2 separate regions of the Mus musculus genome follow, and region 2 is linked to region 1. Evidence: chromatin contacts called from public HiChIP or PLAC-seq data. All regions are on one chromosome and are shown on one strand. Each heading gives the region's core, a stretch centred on a gene start, on an enhancer-like site or on the middle of the called end of the contact. The rest is flanking DNA. Distances are from core to core; before and after follow the strand shown.

Evidence for each region. HiChIP or PLAC-seq counts read pairs in DNA pulled down with a chosen protein or histone mark.
Region 2: an H3K27ac HiChIP or PLAC-seq map of embryonic stem cells shows a contact between it and region 1, with 5 read pairs. The contact joins two enhancer-like sites. A contact is called at or near these places in 3 of 115 datasets of contacts at active chromatin or transcription factors (embryonic stem cells, microglia and pancreatic cancer cells).

What each region holds. Positions count from the first base shown.
Region 1 is chr4:133,377,015-133,380,053 of GRCm38.p6, reverse strand. All of the region lies in intron 1 of Slc9a1 (solute carrier family 9 (sodium/hydrogen exchanger), member 1), which reads right to left. Among named protein-coding and RNA genes, the nearest start is that of Mir5122, 8.8 kb to the right of the region's middle. Within about 2 kb of position 1,598, at least 254 of the 459 cell types and tissues checked have an H3K27ac peak or open chromatin away from gene starts, as enhancers often do. A contact at or near this core is called in embryonic stem cells, where this site is marked.
Region 2 is chr4:133,899,020-133,902,285 of GRCm38.p6, reverse strand. No RefSeq gene overlaps it. Among named protein-coding and RNA genes, the nearest start is that of Rps6ka1, 13 kb to the right of the region's middle. Within about 2 kb of position 1,850, at least 37 of the 459 cell types and tissues checked have an H3K27ac peak or open chromatin away from gene starts, as enhancers often do. A contact at or near this core is called in embryonic stem cells, where this site is marked.

The DNA of each region.
Region 1 (3,039 bases), core at 349-2,848:
TACACCCCACCCAGCCCAGCGCAGATGCCCTTGCAGAGCAAAGAAGGCTGTGCCCACAGTGGCACTCAGATGCCGACACCATGCATGAGTGTCACTTTCCATTAACAGCTAGCCTGCCACCTAGGAGCTGGGAACTTCCCTTCCCCTCCTCTCTGGGCAACCTGGTTTCTAGTCTACCCCAATCTCTGTATGGACCCCTTTTCCACATGGAAGTCAGGTACGTCTTCCTTCCTTCCTTCCTTCCTTCCTTCCTTCCTTCCTTCCTTCCTTCCTTCCTTCCTTCCTTCCTTCCCCCATTCATTCCCCAATATTTACAGAGGCCTTTCCTTGTGCCAGAAGCAAACAGATAAGAAAGTAAATACAGAGTATTACAGCTCATTTAAAATCTGTCCAGCAAGGTTCCTAGCTTTTACTGGTACCATATCAAGAAAGAAAGAAAGAAAGAAAGAAAGAAAGAAAGAAAGAAAGAAAGAAAGAAAGAAAGAAAGAAAGAAAGAAAGAAAGAAAGAAAGAAAGAAAGAAAGAAAGAAAGAAAGAAAGAAAGAAAGACAAGCGGGAGGGGGGACAGAGACAAAGAAAGGAGGTAGAATGAGAGGGCAGGGGTGGAAGGGATAGCAGAAGGAAGCAAGCACACAGGCCCTGCCTTCCAGGGGCTCCCATGCTCGCCCACATGGACGGACGGGGTCAGCCTCTAGTACAGCACGTTGCTCTGCTTTCGTTCCCTCCAAGGTTCCACTCAGGTCCCACCTCACCTCCTCTACCACTGCAGCTCTCAGGGACTGCCCACTCCCTCTCAACTTGCCCTCTGCCAAGAGTCTGCCCAGCCCTCAGACACATCACATCTATTATGTCTTGTCTCATCTCGTCCAGCCCTGAGCACACTGCGAGCGCCTGCTGAACAGGGCCCAGTTTTACTTTTTCTAGTGCATGGAGGAGTGCAAGCTAAGAGCCTGCAGGCAGACTACCACGGCTGTCTCTCCTGCCTCCTTTTCTTCAGGCTAGCCAGCACAAAAGACACAGCCTTCCCAAGCCTTACCCTGCATGCAGCAAAGGCTACACAAGTGGTGCTGGCTACTGACTGGGTTTGGTAAACTTCTGGGCTCTGTCACACATAAAGCTGTGATGTCAGACAGACTCCTCTCATTACAGAAGAGCCACTCTAGTTTGAGAGGCCTGGGAAGGAACAGAACTCCTCACCCTAGCCCTCAGTCAGAACACCAGAGGACATGTATTTACAGGAATTTGCTGGGATGATCTGGGGAGCTCCTGCTTTCTGGGAAGCAGTATTAGAATTCAGAGATCAGTCCAGCCTGATAACCAAAACCAGTCCTGCATGCTGGATGGGCTTGGGGGAGGAAATGAAATCAGCAGGATTCCAGAGAAGAGGGGCAGCCCACTGATCCAGGCCAACCTAAAACTTAGTTCAGTTAAAATTAGATTAGCCCATAAGATTAAAAATACCCACATATAATCACAGGCTGCCTAAAGTATCAGTTGATGTTTATTGGCATCTAAAGAGACGGTTTGGCCCAGTGCGGTGTGTGCAGACAACCTTGGGGAGACTCGTCTGACTCAGACATTTGCAGAGGGAGCTAGAGCCGCAGGAGGAGCCCACACGGCGGGCGGGCGGGCAGGCGGGCGGGATGACTCAGGAGTAACCCGGGCCCTGCCTGTGCTGAGCGAGACTTCTCTGCCTAGATCAGAAGAAAAGCAGGTGGGGGGCTGACAGGAGGGAGGAGCCCGGCTGCAGGCTGAGTGCAGGCTCTCCCCAGAGGGCATCTGGGGCCCCTTTGCCCTAGGTCCCAGTCATTCCTGGGTGTATGAATGCTACCTCTTAGATGGCTATTTCTTCACCGTGGACCCTGGACTGCGTCAGTTTTCCCTAAACCCTTTTTTTAAAACTGAGCAAGACAGAAGAATATTCAAGGCTTTCAAGGCTCCAGTTCAGAATGATGATGGGAAAATGGAAGTTCTCAATTGAAAGGGCCTTGAACATGACACTAGAAGATCACAGGCTCCAAAGTTGGCCTGAGTTAGGTTTGTTTATCACCGTGCAAGCAAAGCACCCAGGAATCTCTCAACTAGGAATTTAACAAGAAACAGCTAGAAAATAAAAATAAAAAACCCACTAATATAATTAACCACCAGATCACACACACCAGGGGATGGGCTGAGAGGTCTGCCTTATCTACAGCCACAAGGTCAGAGAAGACCAGAGCTGGGGGTGGGAGGTGGGCAAGGCCCCAGGTTCAATCCCCACAGCAAAAGAAGCAGAACACCTGAGATCTGAGGTCAGCCCTCCTCACTCTCCTTGCTTCCTCGGAGTTCCCACTGACAGTTGCTTCTCTCCTTCCCCTCTCCTCGGGTTGGGGTGGAGGAGAGCCTCCCACACGCTGACAAAAAGAACACTCCTACTTCATTTCTAAGGTTTGCTGCTCCACACACTAGGAGGTGAGGAGGCAAGCCTCCCTCTGACTTCACAGCCACATGGGTGCATGAGAGGATGCTGAGAACCTTGCTGAGTGACCAGAGCTCTGGCCGCCCAGCTCCTACAGCCCTCCTTTCCCATGGGAGAGACACTGTCCCTCTTAACAACCACCCAGGTTACCGATGTGGGTGCGTCCCATCATTTTCTCTCTCTTTTTTTTTTCTTTCTTTTTTTTTTAAAGATTTATTTATTGGTTATATGTAAGTACACTGTAGTTGTCTTCAAACACTCCAGAGGAGGGAGTCAGATCACATTACGGACGGTTGTGAGCCACCATGTGGTTGCTGGGATTTGAACTCCGGACCTTCAGAAGAGCAGTCCGGTGCTCTTACCGGCTGAGCCATCTCACCAGCCCATTTTCTCTCTTAAAGCACCACTTTGAATCTTTCTTGAGACAAAGTCTGGCTGTACTGGAAGTTACTATGGAGTCATCTGCCTGTCTCTGCCTCCCTCCTGATTGCTGGAGTTAAAGGCCTGCAAGACCACCACTGCTACCGCTGCCACTGTCACCACCGCCCAGCTGGATCTTTACTAACATTCAGTATGGCTGG
Region 2 (3,266 bases), core at 601-3,100, 520 kb before region 1:
ACACAAGAGGGCATCAGATCCCATTACAGATGGTTGTGAGCCATCAAATGGTTGCTGTGAATTGAACTCGGGACCTCTAGAAAAGCAGTCAGTGCTCTTGACCGCTGAGCCATCTCTTCTGCCCTCCCCTTGTCCCCACCTCACTTTTTAAAAATCAGTAATGTAAGCCGGGCGTGGTGGCGCACGCCTTTAATTCCAGCACTTGAGAGGCAGGTGGATTTCTGAGTTTGAGGCCAGCCTGGTCTACAGAGTGAGTTCCAGGACAGCCAGGACTATACAGAGAAACCCTGTCTCGAAAAACCAAAAAAATTAAAAATTAAAAAAAAATCAGTAATATAGTGGTCATTATGGCAAACGTTCTAGGATTTTGCAGTGGAGAAATTGTAGGAGAAATGCCAAGACTGGCATGAAGTTGGGTTTGGGGAACAAAACCTAAGGACATACCAAAATCTCAATAATCAAGACAGTATGTTAGGACAGGGGAAGAGTCTCAAACTGGTAAAATCCCAGAGGCCACGGGTTTGATCCCTTGCACTAAATAAACTGGACATAGCTCTGCATGCCTATAAAAGGCCTGATGTTTTAAATAATACTACCTATCTGTCTGTGTGTCTGTCTCTCTATAGCTTTTTGAGGCAGACTCTCTCTATGCAGCCCTGGCTGTCTTTCTGCACTGAAACTCAATAGGCCAGCCGTTTTCATTCGCACTCACAGAGCTCTGCCTGCCTCTGCCTCCAGAGCGCTGCTTTAACAGTCTGCACCACCATAGCCAGTTCTTTTATAAAACAAACAAACAAACGCCCAAAGAGTGCTGCCTCCTGAGCATCCAGGCCCGGGGCTCTCTGCTCAGCTCTATGTTCTCTTTTTTAAATTTCACCATGATAACACAAATTGTTTCGCCCAACAGAAAGATCTCTTTGGGGGCCAGTGAAATGGCTCAGTGGTTAAAGGCGCTTGCCACCAAGCCTGACAGCCTGAGTTTGATCCCTGGAACCCACAGGTAAAAGGGGATAGCCAACTCCCACAACACGTCCTCTGACCACTGTGACATGCACTTGTGCATCCCTGCCCCAGTAAGAGGGCAGGGGGGCGGGGCAGGGGCAGCGGCAGGGGAGAACGATCTTAGAAATGACAATGGTTTTAGTGCTGGGGGTTGAAACCAGGGTTGTGTTCATGCAGAACACACAAGGCCACCACAGAGGTCACCCATGAAGAATGTTGTTTTGGTTTTTTGAGACAGGATTTCTGTATGTAGCCCTGGCTATCCTGGAACTCATTGTGTAGACCGGGCTGGCCTTAAACAAACAGGGATTCGGCTGCCTTTGCCTCCCAAAGTGCTAGAATTAAAGGCAGGAGGCACTCTGCCCTGCTCAGAGAAAGGACAGTTTGTTTTTTTGTTTTGGTTTTTTTGTTGTTGTTTTTTGTTTTGTTTTGTTTTTTTTGTTTTTTGAGACAGTGTTTCTCTGCATAGCCCTGGCTGTCCTGGAACTCACTCTGTAGACCAGGCTGGCCTCGAACTCAGAAATCCGCCTGCCTCTGCCTCCCAAGTGGTGGGATTAAAGGCGTGCGCCACCACGCCCTTCAAGAAAGGACAGTTTTATCACTAACCTCATTTAGAATTGCGGGAATGTGGAGACAATAAAAGGCGTACCCATTGTCATTACAATGTCTTAAAAGTCTTACAGAGAATGCATGGCTCAGTGCTTGAACAGAGCTAACAGGCCACCACCCTCAGTAGATTCTGCCCTAGGCCACCAGTTTCCAAGCTCTGACTAAGGTGAGCCCAGAGGTACCTCCCAAAGCTAACTTTCCAGTTCTGACACCACAAGGGCTGGTAGCAAGTCAGCGGCTGATGTAGGTCTTAGTTTCTTCAGAAACAAATCCATAAGCCACACCTGCCCCTTCCAGGCAGGGGAATGAAGACAGTGCCCAGAGATCCGCTGCACACATGGCGGGCCGCCACAGTGCCACAAAGGGATAGAGGTGAAAGGAAATAAAACTGTAATTCATGTAATGTATGTCAAATAGCCCAAAGAGTTGTTTGTGAGCTTTGAAACCTGGGGCTGAGAACATAGCAGAACAGACCAGGACATGCCCGGGCAGGCCCATCGCCTCCGTATCTCCCACCCCTCTGACCTAAGTTAAATGTTACAGGCTGCTGATGTTTAAATGGACCAATCATGTGAAACTGCGCCAATTCCTCCCCCAGCCCCACTCCTTTTCTATAAAAACCCCTAGCTTCCAAGCCTCGTGGTCGAATCCACTGTCTCCTGTGTGAGATACGTTTCGATCCGGAGCTCCGCCATTAAAATACCTCTTGTTGTTACATCAAGGTGTTGTGTTCTATTCGTGATTCTTGGGTGCACGCCGAATCGGGAGTTGAGTGGGGGTTTCCCCACTGAGTTCTTTCATTGGCAACCCTATCACTCTCTACAGACTAGATGTGATGGCTTGTCCCTATAATTCCATCACTTGAGACATCGAGGCAACAGGACTCTGGCTGGTTTGAAGCCACTCTGGTCTACATAGTAAGTTCTAGACTAGCCTGGGTTAGAGAGTAAGATACTGTCTCAAAAACATCAACAACAAACCCACAAAAGGGTGATGAGTTCTGTCGTCCCCACAAAGCGGCTCCTGAGTCCACATTCTGGGATAAGGGAAGGGGATCTGGGTGGATCCTATTAGCTCAGATCCTATTGGCTGGTCACAATGATGGGATGCTGAGCTGCTATTGGGTGGCACCTGGTGGGTGGAACATTTCCCTTCCTCAGGGTTGGGGCTCCAGAGAAGCAGCCTGAAAGGAAATATTCCACTTGGACAGGCCTGACCTGCTTGTTTGACTCTCTGTCTCCTCTAAGAATGTAAGTTCCTAGAGCCCGCCACACACTGTTTCCCAAGAGACTGATCGTAAATATTTCAGACTTCGCAGGCCATATGGTCTCTGTTGCAACTACTTAACGTAGTGAGAAGGAAGCACAGAGGAGCCACAAACGGAGCATGGCTGTGTTCCAATAAAACTTTATTTACGCGTGTTCAAATCTGAATTTTGTACAAATGTCATGCATCGTCACTTTTTTTTTCTTCACTTAAAATTATTTCAAAATGTAAAAAAACCATCAGACTCAGTGGCCTACACCTGTACTCTCAGCGCTCAGGAAGCAGAGGCAGGTGGATGTCTGTGATGAGGCTTGCCTGCTCTAGAGAGCCAGTGCTTACCTAGGTAACAAATGCAAAGACTGAGGCTGAGAGAGGTTATCTTGAATACT